Regions from separate parts of the Sus scrofa genome. Here all the other regions are linked to region 2. A link is a contact called in public Hi-C and HiChIP or PLAC-seq data. All regions are on one chromosome and are shown on one strand. Each heading gives the region's core, a stretch centred on a gene start, on an enhancer-like site or on the middle of the called end of the contact. The rest is flanking DNA. Distances are from core to core; before and after follow the strand shown.

Region 1 (2,988 bases), core at 352-2,851, 220 kb before region 2:
AGGTTGAGGGTTTGATCCCTGGCCTCGCTTAGTGAGTTAAGGATCTGGCAGTTGCCCTGAGCTGGGGTGTAGGTTGCAGACGTGGCTCCGATCCCACGTGGCTGTGGCACAGGCGGCAGCTACAGCTCTGATTAGACCCCTAGCTTGGGAACCTCCATATGCCACAAGTGAGGCCCTAGAAAAGACAATAAATAATTTTTTTAAAAAGAAATATAAATATATATATATATATATATACACACATATATTTCTTGCGTGTGTGACATACACCGCCACTCCCCGCAACATCGGATTCTTTAACCCACTAAGTGAGGCCAGGGATTCAACCCTCATCCTCTTGGATGCTAGTTGGGTTTGTCTCTGCTGAGCCACAGGGAGAATTCCCGGTATGCATTTTAAAAGAGCAAGTATAATTTGTTTAACACATGCTGGTTGAGAAAAACTGTAAAAAATACATAGTACAAAATATACCATAGAAATTGGAGTTCCCGTCAGGGCACAGTGGAAACGAATCCGACTAGGAACCATGAGGTTGCCGGTTAGATCCCTGGCCTCATTCAGTGGGTTAAGGATCCTGCATTGGCGCTGTGAGCTGTGGTGTAGGTCGCAGACTAGACTTGGATCCCACATTGCTGTGGCTCTGGCATAGGCCAGCAGCAACAGCTCCGATTAGACTCCTAGCCTGGGGACCTCCATATGATGCGGGTGCAGCCCTCAAAAGACAAAAGACAAAATATATATATATAATATATATATTATAATGTATATATTATATATTTTTATATATATACACACCATAGAAATCACATTGAACTTTTCAATGTAGTTAAAGTTCTTTGCACCTCAAAACACAGCGAGTCAGAGGTGCAACTCAGGACCAATGGGACCAGAAAGACCAGAGGCCATGCCCAGGACTACAACTCCCACAAGGCACCGGCGGAAAAAGCTTGAAAGGAGCCACAGGGTACAGCCCACCTACTTCTGGCCTCCGGAAACATGCCTCCGGAAGTGCTTTTTTTTTTTTTTTTTTTAATGTCAAATGTCCTAGGCTTTAAAGCGGGATGAAAAAAAAAAAAAAAAAAATACAACTTACCTCAAAAGTAAAGGAGAAATCTGGAAGGTAAGAGTTTACAAGCCCCAGAAGCTCGGAGCGAGCACAGAAATTAGGCAGCCCATAAGTGGGCTCCGCGCGGCTCTTCTGCTTCTCTTTTTTCTTTCCAGTCTGGCACTAAGTTCTGTCATGCAAAACAAAATTGGCACCTTTTCCTTGCCTGCAACACAGGCGCCAGCTCCCCGCACAGACTGGGATCTTGGACAGCAGCGCTTGGACAGCGCTCCGATAAAAAGGCCCTGATTCCGATTTAGGTCCTACCTCTCAACGTGCGCCACAGCGGGAACTCCTTTCTTTCTTTCTTTCTCTCTTTTTTTTTGAAAACAGCATTCTGAGACAAGAACAAGATTTTTTAAGTCTGTTAGGTCGGACATAAGTAGACTATGTAAATGATTTGTTAAAGGCTATTAAAACATTGCTTTGAAGTTTTAATCAAGTGCAATGGCATGCTAATAATCCCCTTGTTAATGTGTGGGGATATGGATGGGTGATAGGGGTATGAGTACTCTATGCTCAATTTGGCTGTGAACTTAAAACTCTAAAAAAGTGTATTAGTTTTTGGAGTTCCCCTCATGTCTCAGCGGAAACCAATTCGACTAAGAACCATGAGGTTGCTGGCTTGATCCATGACCTCCCTCAGTGGGTTAAGGATTTGGTGTTGCTGTTAGCTGTGGTGTAGGTTGCAGATGTAGCTTGGATCCTGCATTGTTGTGGCTGTGGTGTAGGCCATCAGCCGTGGCACTGATTTAACCCACAGCCTGGGATATTTCCATATGCCACGTGTACGGCCCTAATAAAAAAGCAAAAAAAAAAAAAAAATTCATTTTTAATGATCATAGAAAAGTAGTTAATATGCCACTTGTTAGTAAGGAAGAGGTCACAGATAATAGTTTGGGCTGTTACTATAACAGATTTCTTTTAAACTGAACTAAATTCCTCAAACAATCACTTGATTATATTTGGGAAACAAACACTTAAATACCTCCCTGACATTTCAGCTTTTTTCCTCTCTTCTCAAAGAGAATTGCAGTGGAGTAAGTATAGTGGTAACATAGTAGTCAGATCAGATATGATGGTAGTTTTAGGAAAATAGTGACTTAAGGGCATGACATGGGCCCAATAATTCATAAATTCTGGCAGTAAAATCAGATTCTCTGATCCTATTGAGTCCTGATTCCCAGAACCTCCTAGTTCTGGGATCTAGACCAGAGATCTTCTAGTCTGGCTCTACACTAAAATTGCTTGGTGGAGTTCCCGTTGTGGCACAGCAGAAACGAATCCAACTAGTAACCAGGAGGTTGCGGGTTTGATCCCTGGCCCCACTCAGTGGGTTAAGGATCTAGTGTTTCCATGAGCTGTGGTGTAGGTCGCATACATGGCTCAGATCCCACATTGCTGTGGCTGTGGCATAGGCTGGCAGCTACAGCTCTGATTTGACCCCTAGCCTGGAAACCTCCATATGCCACAGATGCGCCCTAAAAAGCATCAACAACAACAACAACAAAAATCATTTGGTGAAGAGTTCTCTTGTGGCTCAGCAGATTGAGGATCTGGTGTTGTCACTGCTGTGGCTTGGGTTCAGTTCCTGGCCCAGGAGCTTCTGTGTGCTGCTGGTGTGGTTAAAAAAAAAAAAAAATCACTTGGTGATTATATGTATGTACATAAACACACACAGCAGTACCAGGACCCTCCTGTAGATTAATTAAAATGGAGTCTCTGAGGGGGAAGGGTGGGTTTGTTTTTTTTTTTTTTTTTTTAAGCTTCTCCCAGTGATTACAGTGTGCATCAAGGTATGACATAGACCAAGGATATTAATCTGATACTCAGGAAATATGAATAGAATAAAATCAAGAAACTTTTAATGAATGCTTTCCCTA
Region 2 (3,242 bases), core at 168-2,667:
ATTACGAGTGGTAACCGTGACTGAAAAATATTTCCCTGGGGCAATGAATATCTATCTATACCTCTGAGATAATTATTCGAAGATGGGGAAAAAAAAAAAAAACTGCAAACAACTCTGGCACTACCGATATTTCAAGAATAGGAATGGGGGCTGGGTCACTGATTGGTGGCGAAATCTGTAGAACTTTCCAGTACACTGACTATTTCTTCGCTTATAAAGACATGGGTAACAAAGAATTCACTTCATCTAAAACTACACAGATTTTTAGACACATCGTGTTACTAAATAACACAATTACAGGAAGTCAGCCTTATTCTTGCTGTAGTTACCCACATTCCTTACAGAGAACCTAAGTTTCAAAACCCAACTTTCCTACGCTAGGGCTAGCAAGTGCTGATGCTGTCTCATTCCATGAACCATCCATTAGGAAAACTTTAATTTCATTCTTTTGGGGCATCAGAACTCGATAGTTCCAGAGAGTTCTACACTGTCTTCTACACTGTTTTTATTTATTTTATTAGTTTTTTTTAAGACAGGAAAATAATCCCCGATTCCGGCACGAGGTTTAACCATCTCTTTCCTTTAAAAAGTCAGAGGGTATGGGAAAGGTGTCCTCTCGCCAGCAACAGGTAGGAGAATGAGAAGCAGTTTCTTCCCACCATTCCTTGAACGTGCACTCAGATCGGCTCAGGGAGACCGGGGGAGAAAAATCATCTGCACACACCCAACCTCGCGGGCCGACCAGTCATCCACGGCAGCCGCCCTCCCGCCAGCTCGCAGCAGCCCCAGAGGCCAGCGGATGAGGCTCGGCACCTCGGCGGCCCTCGGTCCCCGAGAGGCCCTTCCCCAGGGAGGTGCGACATTCCAACTCCCGGGCCAGGGGCCCCCGACGCTGCCCCAGTCCCCCACCCCCAACCCCGAGGAAACGCTGAGAAAGCACCCTGCGCCAGGCCGGCCTGTATCCGCCCAGCCCGGCCTCCCCCCTCCCTAACGCCGTCACACGCCCCCGAACCCACCGGGGCAACGACTCACCCGGCCCCTCAAGGCAAGGGAAGCCCAGGGCGACGGGGGGCGGCGCCTTCCCCGAGAGCAAGGCAGCGCGGCAGCTGAGGCAGGTCTCCAGCTCCCGGGCTCTCTTCCTTCAGCCAGTGGCGGCGAACACCAGAGCTCCTCCGGCGTCAGTGAAGCTGTTCCGCTGCTCCCCTCCCCGGCGCCTGTGAAACTTTACCGGGCTCCTCAGAGAAAAGCAGCCGCCACCGCTGTCCAGTCCAGAGACAGCCGTCGGCGACCCGGATAGAGCGGGAGGGGAAGGACAGAAGCCGAGTGGGGCGGAGAGCGTAGGGGTGGGGAGAGTTGAGGAAAAGACAGGGGAGGAGAATGGAGAAGGGGAGGTGGTAACGCGAGGGAGGGGGAGGGGTTGGCCGGAAGTGAACCTCGGAGCACGCGCGTGAGCCCACCCACTTCACGGCCCGGGCGCCTGCGCCGGAATTCTCCCAGGGCAAACCAAGCCGGACGCTTGCGCAGTATGCCGCTTTGCCTTTGCTCAAGAGGAAGTCCCCGAATACAGAAGCTGAAGTTTGCACGTCAAACCGGGTGTTTGGTGTGACTTATAAAAGCGTTTCAGCGTGCACAGGAATCTTTTAGTGAAGGAAATCTCTTCGTTTTTTGGCTAAGTTTCCTTTTCGTATATTGGTTCCAGTCTTTCTTTTTATTCCATTATCCAAGGAGAATTTGAAGTAGCATCACAGACATCACAAATACGGATACAAAGGCTGGCGAAGTCTCTTATGTCATCCCTTAGCCTCAGCTGGAGCTAATCTGGGTTGTGCCAGATGTATTCAGGGCAATGATGGAACCTTCTGGCGTTAAGGTTCCTGATAAAGTGAAGGCTGCCATAATTTTCTGCACTCACCCTGGGAGATAAACTTATAATGAAGGGCCTCCTTCATTCAGGGAAAATTAAATAACGTGTATGGCTAGAGCCCTGCCTTATAAAAGCGAAATCCAGATTTCCTAGACCAGTTAAGGAAGAAAACTTGAAACAAGGCACTCCTGAAATTTTGTTAGACTTCTAGTACCTCATCTTAGAGTGGATGTTGAGAACCTAGAAATAATTCCACAGTAAGCCATGTTTCTTTATCTCAGTGAAAATTATATTTCAGGTTGGGAAGTGTCTCTCTGCTGGAATATGTATGTGTATTAGTTTCTTGAGGCTGTCATAACAAAATACTGTAAATACCACGAATTCAGTAGCTTGAAACAATAGGAATTTATTGTCTCACACTTACGGAGGTCAGAAGTCTGAACTCAAGGTGGCAGCAGGATTGGGTCTCTCTTAGGGTCGCAGGCAGAGAATCTTGCCCATACATCTCTCCTAGCTTCTGGTGGTTGCTGACAAACCTTGGCATTCTTTGTCTTGTAGATACACCACCACTCTAATCCCTGCCTCCATGTCCACATGGTGTTCTTCCTTGTGTTTCTATGTCCCAATTTTCCTCTTATAAGGATACCAGTCATTGGATTAGGGCCCACCCTAATCCATTGTGACCTCTTTTTACCCAGATTGCATCTGCAAAGACCTTATTCCCAAATAAGGTCACATTCTTAGGTACTGGAGGCTAGGACTTTAACTCTGGAAAACCCAGTACAATGCACAACCTAATTTCTTACAGAAATAAGAGTAAAATTATAAGATACTTGAGCAAAGGAAGCATAATTTCAACATTAGGAGTGGTGGTGATGCCCATGAAACATACTGAATTCTTATTTTGATAGCTTCATTGTCCTCATAGGCCTTTTGTTGTCTTTTAACTATCATGCCTTGATGCCTCAGAATGTATCATTAAAGGGGAAGTTATGGGATTTGGGATCTTTAAGATATGTACTTGATGCTGCAACAAATGACACCAAAATATGAGCAGGAACATAATAAAACTATTTTTTGTATCTTTTTCACATTCAAAGTGGGTGTTCCTAATGATTGAAAACTGATGTTCTTAAAACTTTTGTCTGGGAGGTGCCACATATCACATCTGCACACATAATATTAGCAACAAGTACATACCTATATGCAAGGGGACTAGGAAACATAATCCCTGTCTGAGTTCCCAGGTATCACTTTAAACCGTAGAAGAGAGCATGAATTAGTGGACAGCTATCTCTGCCACACAGATGCATCTCTTTCTAGAATTATTTTATGTAGGTTTTGATAAATAATATTCTAATTTTCTAGAAAAGCAGTT
Region 3 (2,873 bases), core at 119-2,618, 180 kb before region 2:
ACATCTTAGATTGCTTTCTTAAGTTCAAACAAGTAATTGGCATGGTAGAGGCAGGACCCACTTTAAGCTTAAGGGCTGATTTATTGTAAATTCAGAGAGGTCCCTTCAGTGGCTAGAAACGCCATGCTGCAGAGGCAGATGCCTACCAAACTTGGCCATACTATAACACATCCTTAGTTAAGGTAGGCTATGAAGTCACAAGAGTTCTGGAATGTCAGGAAAAGTGGAAAGTAGAAGGCCTTCAAGTAGGGCAGGACTAATATTTTAGCTCTATTTAGCCCTCACTTTATATCCAGCAATCTTATGTAACTATTTTTTTTTCCCAGCCTGACCTGCTGCATGTGGAAGTTCTGGGGCCAGGGATTGACCCAAGCCGCTGCAGTAACAACGCTAGATCCCAAGACTGTGCCACAAGAGAACCCGCTACCTTAATTCTCAGCACAACTCTACCATTGCAGAGATTAGGACAGTGGGTGTAGAAAGGCTAAATAAATGGCTCAAGGTCAATCAGAAAGACCTCAAGTTCGAAACCAAACCGATGTTTATAAGGGCCAAGTCATGCTCAGTTCAGCTCTCCTCATGAGGCCCCACTTGGCCCAATATACTCATTTTGAAGCCCAGAAAAGATAAATCACACACATTTGGAGCTAAGTTGGGGCCTGAAATCGAACAGGCTGATCCCTACCCGGCCCCCCACCGTCAAACCTCTTTCTAGGGCAGATACATGCTTTTAATGGTCTAACAATGTATATCACCCTCTGAGTAATGGAGAGAGGGAGAAAAATAAACCGGCTAAGGAGAGAAGCAAGCAGAAAATAGGAGCTGAAGAGTACCCGCCAGAACGGTTTGAGGAGGGTGAAGAGTGAGGTGTGTGTCCTTTTGCCTCTACTCATACAGGTTAACAAAACAGACCCATCACCTAGCTTATTTGGCCAGCTTCATTCCCTATCGCCTTTCAGGAACTAAGTTTTAAGCCTTAACGTTAAGTCCAGAAAAGACTAAGTGAGGAGAGCAAGGTGTGCACTTTAGGCAGAAGTGGAAATTCGCAGTGCAAACCAAAACTTGAGCTAACCGGGCAGCAGTGATTTGAGGACAGCTTGAAAGAGAAGTTTGGCTGAGAGAAGCGCCTGCAGCGGAGGGGTGGGGCCACAGCACCCTGCAGCGTTTGCTCCTGGCCCCCACCGCCTCCGCTTGCCACGTGACCCGCCGTGTTGTGGTCCGGCCCGCGTGGGTGGCGGGAGCTGCGGGTGGGCGGGGGCGAGGAGGGGCGGGTCACGTGACGGGGTTTAAATCTCCCGCAGCCGGAGCCGCGGGGGCGCCAGTGCCGCGAGTCGAGCGGGAGCAGAGGAGGTGAGGGAGGAGGGCCAGAGAGGCAGTTGAAAGATGGCGGACGAGGCGGCGCTCGCCCTTCAGCCCGGCGGCTCCCCCTCGGCGGTGGCGGCTGAGAGGGAGGCCCCGTCGCCCCCCGCCGGGGAGCCGCTCCGCAAGAAACCGCGGAGAGACGGCCCGGGCGTCGGGCGGAGCCCGGGCGAGCCTGGTGGGGCGGCCTTGGAGCGTGAGCTGCCGGCGGCGGCGGGCGGCTGCCCGGCGGCGGCGGTGCTGTGGCGGGAGACCGCTGCGGGCGGGGAGCGGGAGGCCCAGGCGGCTGCGGCGGCAGGAGAAGGAAACAATGGGCCGGGCTTACAGGGCCTATCCCGGGAGGCGCCCCCGGCCGACGACTTCTACGACGACGACGACGACGACGAGGGCGAGGAGGAGGAAGAGGCGGCGGCAGCGGCGGCTATTGGGTACCGAGGTGCGCAGGGCGCGGGCGGCCGGGACTGCGCATCCCCCCGCCTCCTCTCGGGGCCCCTCCTGATGTGGGGTGGGGGAGTCTCGGGCAGGCTGGGGGCTCGTGGCTGGCTTTGTAGCGTCCCCCTCCCAACCAGGGCCCTCAGCTGCGCGCCTCCGCGGCTGCAGGCCTGGCTGCAGGAGCGGCCCGTCGACTCTATCCCTCCCTCGCCCTCTCCCCGCCCTCCTCCCCTCAGTCCCAGGCCCGCCCCGGCGGCCTTGCGCTTTGCGCAGCCGCGGGGCTGGCGAGCCTCGCAGTGGATTTTAAAATAAGTTTCTCTTTCCTCCTACTCTTTTAGCATATTGCTTTTGTTAAGTGTTTTTTGCTTCTCCGCCCTTTCTCCCCTCGCCCCGCACAGTTAAACCTGCAACTTTTGACTGTCCCTGATAACAACCATTTGCAGTTGACTTTGCAAACTGACACCTGTGCAATTTGTTGTTGTTTTTGAGGGCCTTTATTTATAAACTTGTTTTGAAATTTAAAAGAGTAAAGCTGTTTCTAAAGTCACAACCTGCAAAATTTGAAGAGCATAGCTGTTTCTACAGGCATCACTTTGGTGCAGTTAATAGAGGGCATAGGAGAGAAATAGGTTTTAGAATACTTTGTGTGAATAGTGTTTTTTCTCTAAATCATATTCTTATAGTGGTTTTTAGATTAAGTGTCTGTGTGTGTGTATGTAGCCCCGAAATACGAGTTGACGCTTTTCTGACCTACTAAAGCAGATACAGTATATGATGGTTGTATATGTCTCGTCATCTTTGAGTGTGTCATGTTTTCTAGCTGGATAGACGTGTTTTTATTAATCTTTTATTGGTAAATACAATCTGGGCCATTTGACCTGTGTAAAGCTTACGACGTGTGCATTAGGGACTGGAGTGGAAAAACGACCCCTGTTTTCAAGGAACAGTTTAATAGTGGGAATGAATAGTGCAAATATCTTAGTGTATGTTTAGTATTATGTATTATAAATGTATTTTTACATGTACATATATGCAAGTTGCCGTAGTTATATTTGCACCACCTTTGAATAAGTTTTTTGGAG
Region 4 (2,857 bases), core at 298-2,797, 220 kb after region 2:
ACACAAACAGGAAGGAATACTTTCGCCACTTCACATCTCCCCGCGAAAGCAGAAAGGTGGCTTTGAGAATTTGAAGGTTTTAGGGTAAGCAAGAAAAGCGGAGTTACTGACCCTCCACCTTCCCCCGACCCCAACAACCAGGCCTTCCACCAACGCGCAAGCGCACTTCTTGCCTTCCGCGCCAAGGCGGGACCGACTCTCTTGCCTCGCGAGAGCGGGGCCGGTGGGTCTTCCTCGCTCTCGCTCCACCCCCTCCTTCTCTCTCGCGCTCTCCCATCCCCCCAAGCCAGTCGCTCTGCTGCGCAGCTCCCTCAGCGGTTGCCACCGCCGGAGACGGTTGGAAGAACCGTTGTGGGAGCGCTACACGAGGCAGGCGACTTCTCCTTCTCCACGACCGGGCCCCGCAAGCAGCGGAGTCGGCGCTACTGTCGCTCGACAGGGTATCTGAAGTAAAAGGGGGTAGGTTGGGATGGTGGTTTCGAGAGTGGAGTCGGGAGAAGGACGAAAGAGAAACTGGGAGGGGGTGGGGCGGGGCGAAGTGTGGAGGTCGCCGCTCGGAGGTGGCCAGGCTGCGCCCCCCCGGGCGATCTCTCACTTCGGGGGCGGCCTGCCGGGCGGGGGGGGGACTTACTCAGGGGGGATTTAGTGGACGAAGCCGAGGCCCGAAGTGGGGCTCATCACGCATTTCCCGTCTTTTCCCTGCTGGTTTGGCTTCCGCCATTTTGGGTACGGTGGCGCGGCCACCTGGGCTTCCCGCCCTTCTCCTCTCTTTCTGCTTCTTGCCCCTTAGCTTCCGAAAACTGATTTAGGAGTCCGGGGAGGGGGGCGGTGGTTAGAGCGCCTCGGAAGGGATGTGGGTGGGGAAGGAAGCGAGCTGGGAAAGGCTGGGCACTTGGGTGGGGGGAGGCTCAGGGCCTTCGGGCGCGCTCCGGTTGGAAATGGCGCCGGATGGGCCTGGCCTCCCACCGCGGCCTCCCTTCCTCCGCAGTCTCAGCTGGGCTACCTGGGCTGGCGGGACTGCGAGTGACTTCTGACGCAGATTCCCAAGATGAGAGAGGCTGGAGCTGGGGGAGGAAAGCCAATGGCGACGAAGGCGCTCAACTCCCAAACCCGGGACAAAGGAGGCAGACGGCCTCCTTTGTAATTCCGCCGCCGGGTGGCGAAGGTTTTTAAGCCAAGCTTTGCTGCCGAACGGGAAGGGGGGGAAGGGGCGTACTCTCCCTAGCTCTCTGGTCTCTAGGGCAGCTAGATAAAACGAAAAGCCTCCGGGGAGGAATAAAGGACGCTTAGCCGGCCCTTATATTCCAGGTTTGGAGCTTCGAAAAGAGTACGTACTCATTTTCCAAAGGGTTTTTTCCACTTAAACCGTATTGGGAGACTTTATGGGTAATTGTAAGCAGAAAAGCGGGTGACTTACCGAATAGGAATGTGCAGTGGGGCTTATTTCAAGCAGGTGAACCAAGATACGACTTTCTGAACCTTTGGGCGGGGGCGGGATGGTTTAGCAATGGTTTTGTGTAGTTTGGCGAATACTGTGTTAGAATTTAAGTAGGTGGTTTACTTTTGGGAAACAGTTGTTAAAAAACAACCAGTGATGGAAAAAATGTGTGTATAGGAATTGCGTTATCGGCTTTCACCAATCTCCAAGATTTTTATTTTGTGCAAAGATTGTTTTGGCATTAAGGCTGTGGAAATAAAATACTTCAAAATACAGTTAGGGTTTATTTTCTTTCGGTAGCTAAGCGAATTTTCTATTTGGCTTAGGACTATAGTAACATTTTGGCGAAGAAAATAACCCTACTCAACAGAAAAACAAACTGCAAGCCCAGTCATGTGGTGCTGTGATTTTTTTTTTTTTTTTTTCGGTCCTTAGAACATTGGAGAACTGGGTCTGTAATTTTCACTGAAAACTGTGCAAAGTAAAGGACAGGCAAGGCATGAGACTTCCAATAATGCATATGAATCTTTACAAGTGTGTTTATTTTTTCATCTTTAAAAATGAAAAAGATCTTCATGATGTTGAAGATGTTCTGTGTTTCTATGCACTTGTAAAGACATATAGCCCAGTTTCTTATAAAGTCTTGTGTGGTGTAACAGCTTCCCTGATTGGATTACCCTAGAAACCTTTTTTCCTGCCCTTCATCTGCATCATGATTTGGAAATGCATCTAAATTGCTTTTTATATTTTAAACAACTGTGTAGTTTTGGTATTCTTACTTTGTTAAACAAGTGATTGAACTGCAGTGGGTGGTAACTTTGTTCTAGAAAAGAAATCCGTTTAGACACCTCACCTCCAAGTAGTAGTGTGTGAGTCTATTTTTATTTAAAATTGAGCAAGCACAATGAAAAGGGAATGATTTCCATTTTATTTAAGCATTTCATCACCACTTCTGACCAAAATTTTGAAGTTACCTCTCATTTTTTAATTTTCTGGCCAAACCTGTGCCACAGCTGTGACACCACAGGATCCTTCTTAACCTGCTGACCAAGGAACTTTTTTAGAAGCATGGTTTAGGGTTGTTTATTAATGTATCAAACCCTTTATGTTATAAAGGAATTTTATCTCATTTGGCTTCTAAGATGTTTTTTCTTAACAGCTTTGAGATACAGTTCACAGATCGTTAACTTCATCCATTTAAAATCATACAGTAGTGGTCTTCTGTGACTGGTTTCTTTCACTTAGCCTAATGTTTAGGAAATTACATTAAAAATTTCATACAGAACTGACAAACTGTGTATTTCAGCTGCTGGTGTTTTGATTGATGCTAACACTAGAAATTTTTAAAGCAGAATTGCTGTGACACTTGTAAAGAAAGGTTGAGAAGGATTATCCTGAATAATTGGTAAACACTTTTTT

What was found. Hi-C and Micro-C count contacts between places; a contact is called where the count stands out from the background. HiChIP or PLAC-seq counts read pairs in DNA pulled down with a chosen protein or histone mark.
Region 1: a contact with region 2 is called in a Hi-C map of epiblast stem cells, with 1.8 times the contacts expected there. The contact joins the promoter of DNAJC12 here to the promoter of HERC4 in region 2. A contact is called at or near these places in 5 of 47 Hi-C or Micro-C datasets (embryonic fibroblasts, epiblast stem cells, fetal skeletal muscle and 2 more) and 2 of 2 datasets of contacts at active chromatin or transcription factors (alveolar macrophages and skeletal muscle).
Region 3: an H3K27ac HiChIP or PLAC-seq map of skeletal muscle shows a contact between it and region 2. The contact joins the promoter of SIRT1 here to the promoter of HERC4 in region 2. A contact is called at or near these places in 1 of 5 promoter capture datasets (liver), 1 of 47 Hi-C or Micro-C datasets (heart right ventricle) and 2 of 2 datasets of contacts at active chromatin or transcription factors (alveolar macrophages and skeletal muscle).
Region 4: an H3K27ac HiChIP or PLAC-seq map of alveolar macrophages shows a contact between it and region 2. The contact joins the promoter of PBLD here to the promoter of HERC4 in region 2. A contact is called at or near these places in 2 of 47 Hi-C or Micro-C datasets (embryonic fibroblasts and liver) and 2 of 2 datasets of contacts at active chromatin or transcription factors (alveolar macrophages and skeletal muscle).

The regions. Positions count from the first base shown.
Region 1 is chr14:71,048,796-71,051,783 of Sscrofa11.1, forward strand. It overlaps DNAJC12 (dnaJ homolog subfamily C member 12), which reads right to left and starts at 1,602. Exons shown (of 6, transcript XM_021072941.1): 1 at 1,094-1,602. It also overlaps the pseudogene LOC100152383.
Region 2 is chr14:71,268,100-71,271,341 of Sscrofa11.1, forward strand. HERC4 (probable E3 ubiquitin-protein ligase HERC4) reads right to left here and starts at 1,418. Exons shown (of 23, transcript XR_002338528.1): 1 at 1,033-1,418.
Region 3 is chr14:71,089,799-71,092,671 of Sscrofa11.1, forward strand. SIRT1 (sirtuin 1) reads left to right here and starts at 1,369. Exons shown (of 9, transcript NM_001145750.2): 1 at 1,369-1,795. The coding sequence starts at 1,384.
Region 4 is chr14:71,485,995-71,488,851 of Sscrofa11.1, forward strand. PBLD (phenazine biosynthesis-like domain-containing protein) reads right to left here and starts at 1,548. Exons shown (of 10, transcript XM_021073523.1): 1 at 1,418-1,548. It overlaps HNRNPH3 (heterogeneous nuclear ribonucleoprotein H3 (2H9)), which reads left to right and starts at 301. Exons shown (of 10, transcript NM_001243555.1): 1 at 301-459.